Regions from separate parts of the Zea mays genome. Here region 2 is linked to region 1. Evidence: chromatin contacts called from public Hi-C data. All regions are on one chromosome and are shown on one strand. Each heading gives the region's core, a stretch centred on a gene start, on an enhancer-like site or on the middle of the called end of the contact. The rest is flanking DNA. Distances are from core to core; before and after follow the strand shown.

Region 1 (5,687 bases), core at 2,611-5,110:
ATCTGATGTGATTTATAGTAGGCCCGTACCGTGCTTAGACGGTCTTCTCTGCCTACAATGTTGGTCCAGTTCGACACAATTTTTATTTTAAAATTATTACTATATATATTTATAGTATATATTTTTTATATAGCATAAATCAATAAGTGGTGCGGTAATTAGAAGGCTGTAGTTTGTTCCTTATGAACTTTTAATATAGATATTTATTTATAGAGGAAGAAATATAGAGGTCATTGTTGGAGGATAAGAAAATATAGAGAATCTTTTAGATAAGACGGTAAGGACGATGTTAGAGACAGTGTGTCAGTCTTTGCAGCCACAACTTAAGACGAATATAGCTGAATTAAAAAGAATCCGACGTTCCAGAAGCAAGCTTGTAGTAAGATTTTGGTGGCGTCTGAATTCCTTTTAGTCCGTTACTGCTAAAGACCGTGCATCAACTGTTCAGCACCAGTCACCAACCACCAGCCATGTGTTCAACAATCTCAGTGACAACTTCATCGCTGTACTTAATTATTCTATCTCACAGGTTACTCCTAATCATATTCCACAAACAGCCATGGGATGAACAACGACAAAATAATCAACAGAAATCTCAAGGAAAACTGTTTCATATACATGTACTTAACTATTGCATTATGTAAGTTAATCACTATCTTCTTTCACAAATTATAGAGACCGCGCATCAGCAGTTGAGCAGCAGCCATGGGGTCAACAATGACATAAAGAATCAACAGAAACCTCGGTGGACATTTTATTTGTATGTTTAGTTATTATAGACCGGATAATCCTGATCTTCACAAATGATATAGGTGACCTATTAGATACGGTACAGTCCAATGCCAATGCAATTCCTCCATGGGAATTGACTAGATGTAGATCAGCAGCCAGCGGATTGCAGCTCTCAACCCTCCACCTGGGTCCCCGGCGCAGGCTGTTCCTGTTGTTGCATGAATTCCTGGTAGGTCTCCACCCGGGTCTTCGATTCAGGCTGCTCGAGCTCGTGCATGAAACCGTTCGTCATCGCAAGGAAATCCTTCATGTGCAGTTTCTTCCACTCCTGTGGAGAGGAGATAAACTTTGTAGTTAGAAAGCACAAGGTCACATTTGTACATACTCCTACCACATTTTGGGCACATAAGCACATTCTGGGCTATGGGTGTAATGGAAACAGATAGATGGGGGCATGGACTACTGTATTGATAAAGAGTTGTCGCCAGAAATAGGCCTCTGTTTTCAGTACTCCCTCCACTCCCTCCGTTCTAAAATATAGTTCTTTCTAGTCCTCACATTCATCATCCGAATGACAATAAATGCAGTACAAACTACATCCGTAGATTAATTAATAAATGTGTGTTTAGTCTAAAACGAATTATATTTTGGGACAAAGGGAGTATTATATATGCGAGAAAATCACTACATTCATTGTGCGTGGTTGCAACAGAATTTTAGATCCCGAGGACGGCAGTAGCTGATAGAGTTCATCATTTTGATATGATCCACGTAGCATGATAATCACATAGCATTAACACCCCAGGACTGCAGGAAACAAGTCATATCACCTCAAAGTCCCATTCTCCATAAAGATTGAGATCCTCTGCATCACTCCACACGTAAGTGTCAGCCAGCATGTTCTCGGAAGAGTCCTACAACGCAAAACAACATCTCTAGATGAGAAATAACGGACTGCAAGAAGTGCCACTATTCAGGGCAAAACAGCAAACAAACACAATGAACGATGGCTTCCCAGTTATAAAATGATCCACGATGGTATTCCAAGGATGGACAGAAGAGGGAAGCATGATTATTCGTGCAGAATTTGTAGAGAACAAGGCGTTCATAACCGACCCGATATCCGACACCATATAGAGAATGGGATCTCGTAATGAAAAAAATGGCGCCTCAAGAGATGCTAATGTAGTTGCTTGAAAGAAATGGCGCATTAAGAGATGCTACTGTAGTTGCTACTCCAGGGAAGAAGACTAAGAGGGTGTCTGGTTCCACACAAAAGTTTAGTCTCTCACATAAAATGTGTGAATGATAATTACGGGTTTAAATATAGTTTAATTATAAAATTAATTACAAATAAAAACTAAAAGACGAGACGAATTTATTAAACCTATATTTAATACTCATAATTGATATTCAAATATTTAATGTGACACAAACTAAAATTTAGCCAGGCTAACCAAACATCCCCCAAGAGCATCTCTAAAAGTGTGACCCATAAAAATGCTCTATAATTTAAAAATGAGTATATTTTATAGAATTTAGGGCACCAACAAAAACTTCTGCTCCAACAATAAAGCATCAAATCTAGATTATAGGACAGCCCACTACGATTAGTATATTTGATGCATTTGAGACGATTCCCTATAATTTTTTGACCAAATTTTATAAAATGAGACATTCTTCCTGCGCAAAGTATCGAATGCACATAGCCAAGAAATGCACATGTGCACACATAACATCGAGATCGTACATATTGAATCGAACGGTACTCCAACAGGTTTTGCGGGAGGTTCTTTTTGCAACAACCGTTGGCAGCTGTTGCGGGAGGTTCTTTTTGCAAAAGTCAGGTGCCGTTGGATTCTAGATGGAGGGTCTGGATTTTATGTGTGCATATGTGCATAAGTAGTCTATGTGCATCGGATACTTTGCCTTCTTCCTGACCAAATTTGTAACCCTCATTAGCAGACTCATTTTCAGTGGTTTCCCTGATCAAACTAGAGGTTACCAAGGAACCATGCATAGCACTGAATAGGGAACCGCCGAATACACCAGCTACACCTAACATGTGAAATGGATGCATAAGGATGTTGTGCTCTGCCTGGAATACAATCATAAAGTTGAAAGTACCAGATATTCAGTTTTTACTGTGTAGAGCGGCCCTATATTTCAATTTAAGATATCAGTTTGAGGTATTGATGGAGATGCTCTAGAGCAGAAACAGCGACACTGATGATGTTGTATCATGTCGGTTAGGCAGTATGGAAACAACTGGATCACTACTAGAGTAGTTAGTTTCATTTGCTTCACTAATCACCGAAATATTTGCTTGTATATAATAATGGCCAAAATGCCAGATGCACTTACAGCCAATGATATCTCAACTCTTGTCCTCGTGTACTCCACGTCTTCAAACGCGTCAAGAAGCTGGAGCTCTTCATCAGTAACACCCATGATAACCTGCAGAACCAGTTATTTAAGGTAGTGGTAAAATAAATGCAAACAGAGAAGCAAATCAGGATTGGACTCGAACACTCGTAGCATGTGACAGTAAGAGTAATCAACAACAGACCCTCCCAGCAACTCTCTTGCTCTCAACGGGCAGGATCGCCGGGTAAATGCGGCCCTTGATGTTGAACCGGTGGCTGCAAAACAAACAGAAATGACCGTAGCAAATAAAACTGAAGTTACAGGTTGCAAGCAGAACTGCAGAAGTAAGCACATAAGTATATAAACCGTAAATCCCTCTCGTTAGCGTGCGTGCACACGGCACTGCGACAGCGAACTACGACGACACGGAAACGAAAGCGACGCCCCCAGGGAACCGAGGGCCACCACCAAGACGGGGGGGAGGCGGAGGGATGGAGGGGCGAGCGGGCGTACTAGTTTGGGAGGAGGGCCGGGGCGGCGGGCGGGACGCGCTTGAGGATGGTGCGGACCACCTCGTCCGCCATCAGGCTGCCGTAGACGAACACGCTGTGCGCCGCGGCCGGGGTAGGGGGAGCCGCCGCCGCCGGCTTCATCGCCATGGCGATCGACTTGGGCGTCTGGTCCGGGTGCTCTCGTTGGTTTGGCGCCGCTTGGCAACGGGGTGGGGTGTGTCAACAGATGTCCAAACAGCCACCGGCATAGACCCGGTCCAAACCCGTTTCGCCTAACTATAAATAATGTCAAGCTAGACATGACCCAATGATGCTCTAGGCCGTATCGTGCTGGCCTACATGCCCAGGAACATGCCTAAGCCCGGCACGCACAGAGATAAATAGTATCGGGCCGACCCGACCGTCCGGTGGGCCTGAACGTAGCAGGCCAGCCACTGACCCGAACCAACACTAGAGCAGAACATAAATACATATATTTAACAAAATTCATTAGACATAATAACATATTATATACAGATATTAAGACAACAGAATTCATTTGTCAATTCACAAGATAATACCAGATTAATACAAATATGAAATGATAACAGGATATTACAATTAGTTCACAGGATATTACACAAACACATATATGAAATGATTATTAGGAGCTGTTAGTGTAATGGCCGTCTCATTAAAAATCTTCTTAGGTAAAAACTCATACCTCATGAGAAAATCCTAAAAAGGAAAAAAGAGTGCACCTCAACTCCTAAGTTTATAAGCTCTTTATAGTCCATTATAGTATACAGATCATTAGTTCAATACAACTCATAAGACGTAAGACTAGTAGGTTACAAGACTAAGCATTTTCATCATCCCTAGCTGATTGTGTTGCTGGGTCATCAAGCCATAGGTTATCGCGCTCAGCTTCAAGTTCTTGTGTGTCTTCCTCCACACTGTGTTGCAGGTGAGCATCAACAAGTTCTCAATCTTTGATGCAGGATAATATCTCTACCATATCAGAAGCTAGACGACGTCGACACTCTTCAATCACCCTGCCAGCAAGACTAAAGGTAGACTATGAGAAAATAGTTGATGTTGGCACTGCCAAGGCATCTTTAGCTAGTAGTGAAAGAATAGGATACGTTAACTTATGCTGATGCCACCAAGAAAGGACATGAAGTCCTCATCAAACTCAGTGATAGTATCACTGTCTAAGTAGGAAGCCAACTCAGAGGTAGATGCAACAGTAGAGATAGCTTGAGTGTAGAGCCATGTCATAAAGGAAGGTCATCCCTAGCAATCAAATGACACAGTTCAGTCCTAGCAATAGAAGTAGAGTATTCCCAACATTGCAAAGTACCATCAACATTGTACTTAAGCACAGATTAGACTTGCCCAGAGCGTTCATGTGCTTTCTTAGCAGGGAATTATGCCGAAGCAAATGTCCAGTACCAGAAGTAGATCGAGCAGTAAGCGTTTGCTTACAGAAATCGCAACAAGCAACATACCTGACTTTCTTACCATTCACAATCTTAGTTAATTCATCAAAGTCATTCCAGCACTTGGATCTTTTCTTCGAGTTTGAGTTGCTACCACCAGCATCAGAATCAGGGACTAACTCTAGCGGGCTCGTGGAGCCTGTGCCAGTCCCTATTCTAGAGCCGACGATAATATCGATCTCAATAGGATCTACATGGGTCTCACCCAAACCAATGAAGAACCTAGCATCCTCAGCCTCATTATGGTCCTCAAGCCGACACTCCTCCTCTGCAGCCACGTCAAGGTCCATGACCTTCACTGCGACCACGAGCTCGACGACTACAATAAACAGTCGCCTCCGGCTACCTCAACGGCTATAAGGTTCAAGGCAACAAAAATGGAATTAAACGTACATCTAACTGTCCAGACGATTACAAGAATTAAAGGGCGAGAGATTAAACACACCTTTTCAAGCCAGAGCACTAGAGACGACAGAACGGAGCCGAGGAGCAGCCGAGCAGAGCGACCAGCAAGCAAGGAGCAGCCAAGGAGTAGCCGAGTACTAGAGACAGTCGGACAACCGGACAGGTTAGATTGAGGGCAAGAATGGGAGGA
Region 2 (5,670 bases), core at 3,088-5,587, 490 kb after region 1:
AGAAGACATGTTGAGAGCCTGTGCATTGCAAGATAAGTCAGGTTGGGATAAGAAGTTGCCTTATGCAGAATCCTCTTATAACAACAGCCATCAGGCCAGTTTGAAGATGTCACCGTTTCAGGCACTGTATGGAAGGAGTTGTAGAACTCCGTTGCTCTAGGATCAACTGGAGAAAGGTAGATGTTCGGTCTTGGCATTTTGCTTGAAGCAGAAGAGAACATCAAAATGGTTCGAGATAATATGAAGATAGCACAGTCAAGGTAGCGTAGTTATGTTGACACAAGAAGAAGAGAACTGAGTTTTAAAGTAGGAGATTATGTCCATCTGAAGGTGTCACCCATCAGAGGAGTCAGAAGGTTCAGAGTCAAGGGCAAGCTAGCACCTCGATATATTAGACCATACCAGATTCTGGCAAGGCGTGGAGGAGTGGCATATCAGCTCAGCTTACCAAAAGATCTGTCAGCGGTGCATGATGTTTTTCATGTCTTAGCTGAAGAAGTTCTTACGAGTACCAGAGGAGCAATTGTCAGTGGAAGGACTGGAAGTCCAAGAAGACCTGACATATGTGGACAAGCCAACGTAGCTTCTAGAGACTGTAGACAGAGTCACCTGGAGAAATACCACCAGAATGTGAAAAGTCAGATGGGTTCACCACTCTGAGGAAGAAGCAACCTGGGAACGCGAATATGATCTGAAAGCCATGTTTCCTGAACTCTTTGCTAGCCAACCTTGAATCTCGGGGCAAGTTTCTTTTTAGGGGGATAGGTATGTAACACCTTGAATTTTGAGCTATAAAAATTTCTTTGCTCTGTACTCAAAATTCAGGTGTTACTCTTTCCTTTCTTTACTTTTCTTTTCCCTTTATTAAAACAATAGGGAATTATTTTGTTCTATGTCGGCGGGAGCCCTAGAAGTGTCTTGGTTATTGCATTCATGCTGTTTCACAGTGTTTCTAAGTGCAAGAAGTGTTTGAAACATGTTAATATGCCTTGTAGAAGTTTCCGATAAATTTTCACAATTTTGTGAATATTTTTCTATTTTACGAAATTCAAAATCTATTTATTTGAGGTACTTAAAAACATTTTCAAAAGTTCTAGATATGTTTTTTGAGTTCAATGGGTGCCAAATCATGTCTAGGAAGTATCCTAGAATTTTTGGAGCCTTCGAGATATTTTTCGGATATTAAAAACGATTCTAGCCTTTTCTGGAATTATTTTTTTATTTTAAAAATGGGATAATTATGAAAAATAAAATATCTTCAAACCCTAGCAATATATATATATATATGGCTAGAACCCTCTCATCGAGCCCTTTCCAAATTTTGAAATTGTTTCCCCAGTTTAGATCCGCAACTCCCGGAATTGCTCGCCGAAGTTCAGGACAGTTGCAACTCCGGCGAACTCCGACTTCTCTGGTGAGCCCTCCACCATTGTTGCACATAAAGTTCTTCGTTTTTTTCTCTCCCGCATGTGTAGCCCCTCTCTCACTTCCCTCTCTCGCTTCCCCGGCGACGACACCCCTCCCCCCTATGGCGGTGGTGCCCCCCCGGCTCGGCCCGGCCCCCTGCGCTGCTCGGCCTCCCCTCCCCATCCTTGCCATGGTGAGAGACAATTGATAATGAATCCCACAGTGCAATACAAATGACATGTTAAGTTTAATTCCATAGAATACTCATGTGAGGGTCCGAGCCAGCACAACTAATATACCAGTTTTACACTCTGCAGAAGTTGCACATCTTTACCCACAAGATGTGTTCCCTTTGTCGCCTCGGGTCGATCGGACCCTTAAACACTTCCAAGGTGAGTAAGTGAGGGCACACTGAGGGTCTGAGCCACTCTTGATCGTGATGCAAAGTTTTATCTTCATATATAAATGAGTCTATTTATTTATTCACCCATTATACATTTTCTAATTTAGATTTAGTAAAGTTTGAATCACAAATCCAAATATAATGCACAAACAATAACTCCAGCATGATGCGTGAATTAACGCTTTTATTTAGCCTTTTTTATAAGAAACATGCCTCAAAATAAAACACGGGTTCAAATAGACTTTATTATTATTCTCAAAATAATAAAGAACTAGTTAAAACTTCTTAAGCATTATTCAGGGTTTATAAAATGGTCGGTTGGTTGAAGTACATATATGTCCCAACTCGAAACTAGCTGTTGGAGAAAAGCTGCTGCTTCTCTGCGACACACCGAACAGTTTGGTGCTCCACTAGTCGCTGGATATGATCGTTTCAAGTGATCGTTTCAACGCGTTAGCCTTGCACTAGACAGTCCGGTGGCTCTCCTCCATAGTGTTACTAGAAACTAGTCGTTAGGTTCCTGTTCACTGGTGCACCGGATAGTCCAGCACGTGGCACCAGACAGTCCGGTGTGCCACCGAACAGTTCGGTGCTCTCAGTCGGATGGTCCGCCGGTGGTTACACTTTCTTCATGTCTTGGACTTTGCTTAATAATTGTTGATCTTCACTTATGGTCTTCATAATGTCTTTTTTGAGGTGTTGCTTCTTCAATGCCTTAGTCCAAGTCACTTTAGCGTCATGTGAACTACAAATACAAACACTAACAAATACATTAGTCCACAGATTATATTGATCATCAAACACCAAAATTATTTAGTTAAATGGGCTGAGGTTCATTTTCCTTAGAATGGGGACAGGAATGGAGAGCTATTCCCCGACATAAATTCCTCATTATCATCCCTAATATCAACTATGTCTCCAAGATATCTGTTGCACAAACGATCCCTTTTGCATGTGTACATGTCAACATCTTGAGCTACCAAAATAAATAGACACGCTAAAAACGTACTTATATGATGATAGACGCAATGACGTTGAAAAACATGTCCAACTAAGATCGTCTTCAAGAGTCTACTAAATTTTACTCGCTAAATTTCATTTAATGAGTCATTTGAATAAAAATCACTTTATATATATTTTCAATCTCCAACAATCTTTCTATATATTGCTTACACTTTAAAGAGTCATTCACGTTTTCTATATTTGGCTAGCGAGAAAATCCAAATAAGAGATGGCTATATTTGAATAACTATTTAGATAAGTTGTTGTGGGGTGTTTTTTAAATTAAAAAACTCTATTTATATAGATTAAGAAAAATACAGAGAGTCTCTTGAGTGCTCTAATAACTGGTTATTGTGTTTTACTATAAGCTTATTTATGTTCACTTTTACAATCCTACATATTACATTTCATTAGCATTACACAGTCAAATCTCATGCATACATGCTTCCACTTATTAATCATTTCCTGCTCAAATTACACTTACATAGACACAATACTTAAATCCAAATTAAGATTTCATAATTGAATTTGATATATCATGTGCAGGGGCACGACATTCACTACTCTCTTCATTTTTTTATTTGTCGTCGTTTAGTTTAAAAATAAACTAGCGGACGATAAATATTTAACAATAGAGGTAGTATTAAATTATACAGTGTTAAATGATCATCTAGTCATTCCTTAATTTAATTTTAGATTAAAAACAAAAAGAAACATGACCCATTAGACAAGGTGTTACAATTCAGGAAGAATTGTACTCCATCCGTTTTCTTTTATTTAACGTTTCCGATCAGTTAGCACAAATTAATATAACCGAAGCCAGACTAAATTATCCCTAATTCTAGCAGGTGTTGGCTGCACAAACGTGCTCATCTGGAGTAATTCTCAAATCTGAGCGGGGAGTATAAGAGGGTAAAAAAGGAAAGATGTTTTACTTTATACTACTAGCGATAAGTATTTTGAATACTTTTAGTTTGTACTACTGGTGTTAAATAAAAAAACTGAGAGTATTAGCAGGGATATTTTCTATGTTTTGTTAGCGATTGATCTTTTTTACATGGTCAAGTTAAGGTCTTGTTTGGGAATAAAATTTTTAAAAACCACAGTTTTTTAAATACTACAGTATACTTTAGTCATGACAATACCGTAGTTTACAATATCACAATTTTGAAAACTGAGGTCCAGATTTAAGTTTAAAATATCTTAAAACAACTATAGTATTTGCAATACTTCAGTTTTGAAAACAGAGATTTTAGTCAGCTTGTCAAACACTATTCTGTATATAACTTCCAAAACTGTGAAAAAACTTCAATTCCAAAATTCCAAACACCCTAAGGCTTTGTTCGTTTCATCCCTAATCCATGGGGATCGAGGGGGATTGGAGTGGATTGAGGGGGATTTTGACTTGTAGGGGATTCAATCCCTCTCAATCCCATGGATTTGATAAAAACGAACAGGGCCTAAGATGACATTCATCAGCGAATTTTCCCACCGCTCAGCAGTGACCTCGTTCCCGTCCTCCTCGCATCCCTCTCGTCCGCCGCCGCCTGGCTCGCGCCGCCGACAGTTTCTCGGCCCAGATCGAGACACGCCCGCCATCCTACACCAGGTGCCGAGGCCTTCGCCGATCAAAGAGATCCCAGACAGCAGGTATTCCCTCCCACCCCCTTCTCTTCCCTGCTGCTGTGCGACGCCGAGTTCCCCACCCACCTCAAGCTATTTGGCTGTTCGATGCCTAGTAACTTTCTAACTATTTGCGAAAATTATTGGGTGTCCATGTGTACACCCATGTCCTTCTACTAGATCCGTCCGTGCCCTGCTCCTCGAACCATGGGGACCTCTGCCCAGGAATCGCCTCTCTGGAAGCGTATCGACGATGCCGAGTAGTAAGATTCTCCGCTTCCCTTCTTCCCCGTCCTTTACTTAGGGTAGCTTGTTCCCTGCCCTTGCTTATTGGCTATTACTAGTTGACGAGCACTGGTTGTGCAATCGAACTACGTTGTCCTGAGTACAAATCTGTTCCGATCATCTTGCTTTATCCGGTTTGGAACTGCAAGAGGAGTGGAAGCCACAGAAGCATATTCTCATCATTTGATATGACTGTCATGATTGCCGAATTTTTTATAGCCTACTTTTCCTGCCTGCTGATGAGCGATGGAGTTGCGGAGTGCCTGCCATTGTTTACAGTGCTTTCCGTTGCATACCTGAATATGCAAGGCCATATTTTATCTGAAAAGTAAGAAGTGCGGTCAGCTGTTTCCTTACCCTGTTGCCATCCTCATGTTTCAGCTATCTAGTCAGTGGATCATTTGACCAGGCGGTGTTGACTGCTTTATCCGTCGCCGATGAAATACACATGGCTTCTTTGGAGAGCGCTAGCGACCAGGATGAGCTCCTGGAGATGCTTGAATCGGCTGGGATGGTGCTTGTGCAGGCACTAAAAGAACTCAGGAGGTAAATCCTTCTCGATTTCTGTTTTTTTTTGTACCTATACATCCTGCCGGAACCAGATTTGGTATATTGCTATCTGCTGTAACGAGACAAACTGCTGGTGACGAAATTAGTGCCTAGATTTGCCAAATGGAAAGCATCGGATCCCTGCGTACTGATGATGTAGCTCTGTGCTGAACATACGCAGAGCTCGTGTTTAAGTCTTTATCATAACACACTACGCTAAATATTCCAGGGCCTCTGAGATGTTTGCTCAGCTTAAGATGATGTTTGGTTCAGTGCCATCAGTGCCTGCTAGAGTTTTCCTTACAGGGTAATTGCTACTCATAAGTCCCATATACTTAGTACTACCTGAAATGTATCCATCAATTTTCTGTATCAATGACTGCTATATTTCTCCTCATAGA

Evidence for each region. A called contact is a pair of places that touch in the nucleus more often than the background predicts.
Region 2: a contact with region 1 is called in a Hi-C map of ear, with 5 times the contacts expected there. The contact joins the promoter of LOC100384040 here to the promoter of LOC100282242 in region 1. A contact is called at or near these places in 3 of 25 Hi-C or Micro-C datasets (ear, leaf and tassel).

What each region holds. Positions count from the first base shown.
Region 1 is chr5:59,318,232-59,323,918 of Zm-B73-REFERENCE-NAM-5.0, forward strand. It overlaps LOC100282242, which reads right to left and starts at 3,861. Exons shown (of 5, transcript NM_001155154.1): 1 at 3,613-3,861; 2 at 3,302-3,374; 3 at 3,097-3,189; 4 at 1,563-1,646; 5 at 596-1,060. The coding sequence starts at 3,758. The coding sequence ends at 905.
Region 2 is chr5:59,811,700-59,817,369 of Zm-B73-REFERENCE-NAM-5.0, forward strand. LOC100384040 (3-phosphoinositide-dependent protein kinase-1) reads left to right here and starts at 4,338. Exons shown (of 7, transcript NM_001176648.1): 1 at 4,338-4,462; 2 at 4,616-4,698; 3 at 5,102-5,266; 4 at 5,499-5,576; 5 at 5,670. The coding sequence starts at 4,643.